Regions from separate parts of the Mus musculus genome. Here region 1 is linked to region 2. Evidence: chromatin contacts called from public promoter capture Hi-C data. All regions are on one chromosome and are shown on one strand. The core of a region is the stretch at or near the end of the contact, and the rest is flanking DNA. Distances in the headings are between cores, read along the strand shown. Region 1 holds the start of 1810019D21Rik (RIKEN cDNA 1810019D21 gene). Region 2 overlaps Atp6v0d1 (ATPase, H+ transporting, lysosomal V0 subunit D1).

Region 1 (4,120 bases), core at 35-2,534, 590 kb before region 2:
TCGCTGGTGGTTTTGTTCGGGGCCACTGCCGGTGCGCTGGGGCCGGACCTAGGCTCGGACGAGACCGACTTAATCCTCCTAGTTTGGCAAGTGGTGGAGCCGCGCAGCCGACAGGTAGGGTGGGAAAGAGGGGACCTCGGGACGCTTCAGAGCCTGTTGAGGCACAGCGGCTCATGGGGTTACCCTCGGTGCTTTTAGGTGGGGACGCTGCACAAGTCGCTAGTTCGCGCCGAGGCGGCTGCCCTGAGTCCACAATGCCGCGAGGCGAGTGGACTCAGCGCAGACAGCCTAGCGCGGGCGGAGTCCCTGGACAAAGTGCTGCAACAGGTGAGCGTGGGGGCCCGCGTGGGTGGTGGAACTGCGGAGTGGCAGGGACACTACTTCGAGGGGGAGGGGAGGAGGGGAGACCTGGAGCGACGCGACCCAGTGGCACGGCCAGTAGGACAAGGTCTTGTTTGAAACTTTTGAGCGACTACCGCGTGGAAGCGTGCTAGGCCATTCCCAGAGCCACCTTACCTTCCAACCTTTACAGACATCCACTCCTGCCGAGGAAGTTGACAATAGCGGCTAAGGGATCCATCCCCCCGAGGCCCCTTCCTCTCCCTCCCACTCCCCCCGCTAGCAGAGGACACGTCAGAAATAGGGTCGAGGTGGGCTCAGGTTTAGCGGTAGATCACTTGGTCTCTGCCGCCTGCTCTCCTGGGAACCGCTGAAGCGAGGGCGTCGGGCGGTGTCTGCCTCGGGGGCAGACGCCTCTAGGTGAGGCCGGCTGGTTTAGGCCTGCCTGTCCCAGCTGACTGGCCAGGCGTGGGTGAGTGGGTGCTGTCCGAACATTATCTAGGGGCTACCTGCCCAATGAGCGCAAAGGCCTAGGCGCATGCCCCCTCCCATACCCACCCCGCACCCTGGCCAAGTGGGAGTGAGTTTTCCCTGTTTGCATTGCTCACTCACCCCATGACTGAGTTGTAATGAGTGTTAAGTCCTTTCCTCTTCTGACTCTCGTTCTTAATGAGAAGACCTACAGATGCCAGGTTACAGAAGGGCTCCAGGCCCACTGCTCACCTGGGAGGGTGCTGTAGAAAAAAATCTGGTTGCCTTGCTCTGTCGGCCTTAGATTGGAAAGTGTCACAGAATTGCCAAGGGAAAGGGCCGGATCGTGCTGGATAGCCTTCAGAGTGCCACCCACCCCCCTCTACGAGCAAACAGTTCTGTGCCAGTTGGTCGATGGGGTGTGGGTCAAAGCTCAGGCTGCTGCGAGTGGCCAAGTATGAAGCTCTGTCCTTGGTGGCTCTGTTCCTGGGTTGGTCGGACCAAGGGGCGGGGCTGCCATTGACCATGGGCCTTTTGGCCCTCGGGCAGGTGTGAACCTCCCCCACCTGTCTGAGGGTGGTGCCTGGTCCAGGACAGGTTTAACCTGCTTTGCTCCTCCCCTCCCCACCTGCTTGCCTCACTCCACCAGGTGTTTGCTCTGGCCCGACTCCAGACTCCTGGAGTGTGTTTAATGGGGGCTTGGGTTATGTGCGACTGCTCTCATTTGGCCTAGAGGAGGTGACAGGGAACTAGGCTAGGGGTGGGGATTAGGAGCCTGGGATTTAGGGCAAGGCCTTTTACTTCCCAGGCAGGGTAGGGTTGAACATCCTGATGAACCAGCTTTGCAGCCTGAGTCCCTCCCTCCTGCTACCCCTCCCCCCCAGTTTCAGCTGTCTAGCTGTGAGTCTATGTCTGAGTCTCCACTCCCTGTCCCCAGTTCTCACAGCTGGTGAGCGGGGATGTGGCTCTGCTGGGCGGGGGCCCCTATGTGCTCTGCACTGATGGGCAGCAGCTGTTGCGACAGGTTCTGCATCCTGAGGCCTCCAGGAAGGTATGTCATTGAGGGCACATGGGTACGGTTGGGTTCCCAAGGCCCCTGTTGTAAACACCTTAGGTTACCTATTCACCCCCACTCCCATGTGCTCCCAGAACCTGGTGCTCCCCGACACCTTCTTCTCCTTCTACGACCTCCGCAGAGAATTCCATATGCAGCACCCAAGCACCTGCTCCGCCAGAGACCTCACAGTGGGCACCATGGCACAGGGTATCTGTGACCCATCAAAATTAAGGTGGAGGGGTGACTAATATGTCCAAGCATGTGCATGATGCCGTATGGGCTGTATGAATGTAGACAGGTCTATGTTTTTAGCCTCATTCTTTGGGATACATTTGGAATGTGGACATGTCTGTGTTTGGTCTGAGGACCTGTAGGTACATGTATGAACTGGGCCACAACTAGTGTTTGCTAGGATTCTCTGGGTGTTTCGGGGTGACGTGGGATGTACAGACCTGGACCTCAGTTGTCACTTCTCTGCCTATAGACTTGGGACTAGAAACAGATGCTACCGAAGATGACTTTGGGGTCTGGGAAGTGAAGACTATGGTAGCTGTTATTCTCCACCTACTTGAAGGGTCCAATGGTAAGATTCTTGCCCTGCTTGCCAGCTACTGTCAGGACTGGGTGAGTGCCCATCCCTTCAACAGAGTCCCCTTGCTGACTTGTGACCTTCTCTAAGAGAACACAAGGTAGAAACCCCTCTGCCGCGTCCTCAATGCCCTCACCGGTCCTATTTTTGCTGAGCTTGGTGGAGAGACTTCCTCCACCAGACCCTGCTGACCCCCATGCCATCTCCTCTCAGGTCAGTTGTTCTCGAAGCCAGAAGTGGTAAAGCAGAAATACGAGACAGGCCCTTGGTGAGTGTAGGAGCTGGGATGGGGGTGACAATCCTTGGACATTTCTGATCCTTTGCCCTGCCCCCCACAGCAGCAAGGCTGATGTGGTGGACAATGAGACTGTAGTACGGGCCCGTGGGTTGCCCTGGCAATCATCAGACCAGGATGTGGCTCGATTCTTCAAAGGGCTCAACATTGCCAGGTGGGTGTGACAGGATGGGAGGGGTAAGAGGGCAAGCCTACCCAGGAGGCACTAACAACACCCGGCTCCACAGGGGTGGTGTGGCCCTCTGTCTCAACGCCCAGGGCCGCAGAAATGGCGAGGCCCTCATCCGATTCGTGGACAGCGAGCAGCGGGACCTAGCGCTGCAGAGACACAAACACCACATGGGTGTCCGCTATATTGAGGTGGGGCTTTTGGCTAGAAGTGGAGCAGGGCAAAACTGAGTAAGGGCTGAGACCTATGGGCTGGTTTCTCTACCTGCAGGTATATAAAGCCACAGGGGAGGAATTCGTAAAGATTGCAGGGGGTGAGTGTGCCCATAGAAGGTCCTAGTTCCCTTTTGTCTTGATCTGTACCCCATTCCCTACACTCACTGTCTTTTGGGTCCCCTGTGGGTGCACGCTACAAGGATTAACTCAGCAAGGGACCCCTGTCCTTCCAACCTAGGCACATCACTAGAGGTGGCCCGTTTCCTATCACGGGAAGATCAAGTGATCCTGAGGCTACGGGGACTACCCTTTTCAGCCGGGCCAACAGATGTTCTAGGCTTCCTGGGGCCAGAATGCCCAGTGACTGGGGGTGCTGATGGGCTGCTCTTTGTCCGCCACCCTGATGGCAGGCCTACTGGGGATGCCTTTGCTCTCTTTGCCTGTGAGGAGCTGGCACAGGCTGCTCTGCGCAGGCACAAAGGCATGCTGGGTAAGCGATACATTGAACTCTTCAGGAGCACGGCAGCCGAGGTGCAGCAGGTGAGCACTCTCAAGGCTCCTTGTGCCCCAATGTGCTGCTTCTTCAGCATGTGCCATGGGTCCCCTACTTAGTGTAATGAATCTGTTGCTTTTCTTACTAGGTCCTTAACCGCTATGCAGCCAGTCCACTCCTTCCCACACTGACTGCTCCACTGCTGCCCATTCCCTTTCCACTGGCAGGAGGAACTGGGAGGGACTGTGTTCGCCTTAGAGGCCTGCCCTACACAGCCACCATTGAAGACATTCTGAGTTTTCTAGGAGAGGCAGCAGCTGACATTCGGCCTCATGGTGTGCATATGGTGCTCAACCAACAGGTGAGACGACCCTTGGGAAGGGCATCTACATGCATGTGTAAGTAAGGCACTTTCTATATGTGACAAACTGCTCACAAGGTGGTGTGCACAGGGCCGGCCATCCGGTGACGCCTTCATCCAGATGATGTCGG
Region 2 (4,128 bases), core at 383-2,882:
AAAGCAAGACTTTCCTGATCGCAGCAGCATCTTCTTCAATTTGAGAATCAGCCTCTGAGGAAGTCTTTTACTGTCAGACATCCCAACTGTCCAGACACTTGGCACTGGGCCACTGATAGAATTTGGGGTAGACAGCTGGGCTTGTGGGTAGACCAGTGTTGTCCCCAGAGTCTACTGTAACTAGAACACAGCTCATACCTCAAACCAGTCATGCCTGGTCCTCTCAAGGACTGTCACTGATGCTGTTAGGCTGCTGAGCCCAGGTCCCATAGCAAACCTAGCCCCTGTTGTCCTCGGGTGCCCTTGAGGGGCTGGGCTAGGGCCGGGTGGCTAAGTCTCCCACTAGGCATCTATAAGTTCCAGGCCTCTCCTAATGCTTGGATTCTATTCCCAGTCACATCCCCTCCTCCACAACCTTCAGAAATAGCAGGAAGCTGAGGAGAGAGAATTCTAACCCAGCTTGTCCTAGCCCTGGCCAGGCCTGTCTGAAGGGCTTAGGGTTGCCAGCCACTGTTTCTGGGCGCCAGGTTTCTCCAACAGGGTCAGAACTGGTTTAGAAGCCCTGTGTGGTCCCCTCGTGGGCGAGCTAAGGAATCAGCCTGTCTCCCTCCCTCCAGTTGCCTTGGCTGGCAGGCTGTCCCTTTTCCCTTGGTCACAGGGAAATGTGGGTCTTAGCCAGAGAAAGTGGTCTGGAACTGGCCCTTTGACATTGTCTCTGGGGGCTTTTAAAAATGAGTTTCCTGGTAAGGCAGACTCTTCCAGCCTTGGGCAGGATTCTCAGTAGAGTCTCCCGGGTTTGCTCTGATCTGACAAACTCCAGCAGAAACCACCCAGCCGCCTGCATTCCAGCAGTGCTCAGAGCCGTGGCTTCTCCCGATGCAGTGTCAGCAGAATGCAGCAATGGAAGCACAGGGGTGTCTGCTCTGAAGCTTGTGTGAAGTCCCAGGGGTGGGGCTGTACAAAGGAGCATTCTAGCTTTGTTCTGCTCAACCCCAAGCATATTTTCCTACCTTCTTTAGTAATGGTTGATGTCAAAAGTGATGCTAGTGGGATTTGTCACTGAGTCATGAGAGTGTGGGCCTATGCCTACTATTGACAAGTGGGCAGTGAGTGTCCAGGTGGTCTGCAAGCCAGTGGTCAACTCTTCTGGCTTTAAAGGCTGTTTGGACAGCTGGTTCTATACCTAAAAGGTCTGCTCTACCAATGTGTTCAAGGAGGCTCAGAGAACAAAAGACAGCCGAGGTGGGGACTGACAGAGTCCCACCAGGCCTGCCTGATATCCTAGCCTCTCTATACTCTTGACTGTGAGACTCTGGACAAGGTTCTGGCTTTTAATTGATAAGCCTTTGAAATTGACATGTCTGAGAGGTCCAGCACAAAGATTGCTCCTGGCATGGGAAGGAGACCATTGCATAGCCTGTGTATGTCCAGGCCTTCTGAGGTGAAAACTCTCACTGGAGTACCAGGTATTTGATGAAGACTATCTGGTTGTTAAAGAGAAAGTATTTGGCAGTTGGGGAAGTTGCTGAGCTAGTCTTCTGAGAGAGAAGTTTTGTGATGTAAGGCAAAGTCTGGGATAGAGGAAGTGTCATGCTGTTGGAGAGCTTATCTTCAGGATCCCCAGTGGGAGTTGATAGCTTGCCTCGGGAATCTTCCCAGAGCATGTGCCAGGGCTTAGAAGGACAGAGTGTGCAGGGGCCTGGATCCTCAATGCTTTAGGAATGAAGGATCAGGGGATCCAGTAGGGTAGTGGGCTTGCTACCCTGGGAACTGATGGGGCCAGTGACAGGAGGCACTCCAGTCAGAGGACTGAGTTTTACTCTGGAGCCTTCCTGTGCCTGTCTTGATCTCTAGGGAGCTGAAGAGGAAGTCTTTTGACCTGAAGAGAATTTTAGGCTGACTGCTATGACTGCATGGATAAACAGACAGTTTGGCCTAGCTGCTGTCAGCTCTAGAACTTCTTGTAGTAAACGTTTGAGAACTTGGTGGCCCTGGACCAAAACCCCTTGTTCATGTTGGTCCCTCAGGCTCCGGTAGCAACATGTTTGCTGGTAGATACAAATATATAAATCAGGACACGACTATGACATGGTAAATGAAGTCTGCTTCATTTCAGTACTTATTAGGTGGGATAGCTCATATTTTTAACCATTTGTTTCATACCCACAAAAACCATTTCAGAGGCATTAATAATCTTTCTTTTTCCTTTTTTCTTTTTGAAAGTCAAGTGAAGCCAAAGTTTATTTAAGAGGACAATTTTATAAGAGTTTCAAAGAAAAACCCCAGGGCAAGCAAGTTGTAAATCTCAGTAGCTGCCTGGAGGAGGAGAATGGAAAAGGAAAAACAGCCATGCAGTTTGAGTTAAACCATTGTGGAGGTCAGCCATTTGGCAGCATACAGAGCTCCATGGTGGGAAATGGGGCATTAGAGGAGTGAAGCCCAGTATGTTAAGAAAAATATGCTTAAATAAGGGAGGAGAAAAGAAGAAAGTTATGCTTCTCAAAGTAATTCAGAAAAGCTGGCAGACTTATGAAGCAGCATGGCTGTAAGGAACTACTAGACAAGTGTTCTAAGATAAAGTATTGTCCTGTCTGTACCCCACCCCCTAGTTCTGTTTTTCTTTTCTTTATCAAGACAGGGTCTTATAGCCTAAGATGGCCTTGAGCAACTGAACTACTTCTGCCTCCAAATGCTAGTATTATAGGTATGTGTCATCACACCTGGGTTTGTACAGTGTTAGGAAATGAACCCAGGACTTCGTATATGCTAGGTAAGCTTTCCGCCAGCTGACCTAAAACCTCTCTTCCATGTTTCTTTTACAAAGATTGTGCACTTGTCTAGTCTCAAGGTTATTACAATGTGGAGGTAGAAATGCAGGCAATAGACTGTTATAGACTGTTATAGCAATAGCCATCAATATAATTAGATTTTTTTTCCTTGAAAAACCCATCTGAATTACTACAATAATCCAAGTATTTCTGAGTTGAATACCTCCTGTTACCCATGCCTTACTCTCAAAGTAGCCAGATTGTGAGAATAAGAAAGAACAGAACCCCTTATCAGAGTCATTGCAGATGCCTGGGTTAGAGACATTGGAAGATGTGCACATATCACTAAAAGCCAGATGGCTTCTTTTAACTTGCTTTGCCTTCTCTTTTTTATCATCTTTAGGATGGCCATGGGAGAAAAGTAGATGAAAGTGGCCAAGTTGGCACGAACACATTGGATCCTCCTCAAGCTAAGGTGCACCCTATTAGTGCCTAGGAGCCACAGATGATATAAATTCTGTTTATCACCAGCCCCCACCCCCCAAGGCATATAGGTGGAAACCCCAAGGCATATAGGTGGAAAGTATCTATTCCAGCACGTTTATACACGTTCCCCACATTCAGCAACATGTGCTAATCCATCTCCTTTTACATACTTGACTGCAAGTTGAGCATTCTTTATTATGGTGGTTGTTCATTTGTTTGGGTTGAGACAGGGTCTAGTTATGTTGCTCTGGCTGGCCTGAAACTGCCTATGTAGAACTGGCTGGCTTGAACCCACAGACATCCTCCTGCTTCTGCCTTCTGAGTACTGGGATTGAAGTTGTATGCCTCAATGCCACACACTGCTGAGGCATTCTTCATGTGATAGAGTATGAGGGGCATCAGAGAGGTGCCTGAAGTCTATGGACGAGTTATCTGTTGTACCTTTCATTCTCTCTGAGCAGATCCAGCTGGTGTCACCCTCTGGGCCTCAAGAACACCTGGGGCATCCTTCATCTCCTTCCTACCTACCTGTCACTGGCTTTAGTATTTCCTTTGAGACCATAGTGGCCCTCATATAATAACGCAGGAGTAATTTTCCAGCCATCATCACTTATCTTCTCCTGTTTTTTTTTCTTTTTATTCTATAGTAATTTTTAGAGCACAAATAATTCTTTGTGTGTGTGTGTGTGTGTGTGTGTGTGTGTGTGTGGTGTGTGTGTGTGTGTGTGTGTGTGTGTGTGTGTGTGTGTGTGTGTGTGTTTTCAAGACAGGGTTTCTCTGTATAGCTCTGGCTGTCCTGGAACTCACTTTGTAGACCAGGCTGGCCTCGAACTCAGAAATCTGCCTGCCTCTGCCTCCCGAGTGCCGGGATTAA

Evidence for each region. Promoter capture Hi-C pulls out the DNA fragments that hold promoters and counts their contacts.
Region 1: a contact with region 2 is called in a promoter capture Hi-C map of pre-B cells, with 7 times the contacts expected there. The contact joins the promoter of 1810019D21Rik here to the enhancer-like site in region 2. A contact is called at or near these places in 6 of 39 promoter capture datasets (embryonic stem cells, fetal liver, hippocampal neurons and 2 more) and 1 of 9 other capture datasets (adipose tissue).

What each region holds. Positions count from the first base shown.
Region 1 is chr8:106,132,564-106,136,683 of GRCm38.p6, reverse strand. It overlaps 1810019D21Rik (RIKEN cDNA 1810019D21 gene), which reads right to left and starts at 1,284. Exons shown (of 4, transcript NR_040346.1): 1 at 1,063-1,284. It overlaps Esrp2 (epithelial splicing regulatory protein 2), which reads left to right. Exons shown (of 15, transcript NM_176838.2): 1 at 1-114; 2 at 199-327; 3 at 1,748-1,861; 4 at 1,960-2,074; 5 at 2,352-2,450; 6 at 2,670-2,724; 7 at 2,795-2,905; 8 at 2,979-3,111; 9 at 3,191-3,233; 10 at 3,374-3,675; 11 at 3,777-3,989; 12 at 4,081-4,120.
Region 2 is chr8:105,541,470-105,545,597 of GRCm38.p6, reverse strand. All of the region lies in intron 1 of Atp6v0d1 (ATPase, H+ transporting, lysosomal V0 subunit D1), which reads left to right. Among named protein-coding and RNA genes, the nearest start is that of Atp6v0d1, 23 kb to the left of the region's middle. Within about 2 kb of position 1,632, at least 69 of the 459 cell types and tissues checked have an H3K27ac peak or open chromatin away from gene starts, as enhancers often do. A contact at or near this core is called in adipose tissue and pre-B cells, where this site is marked.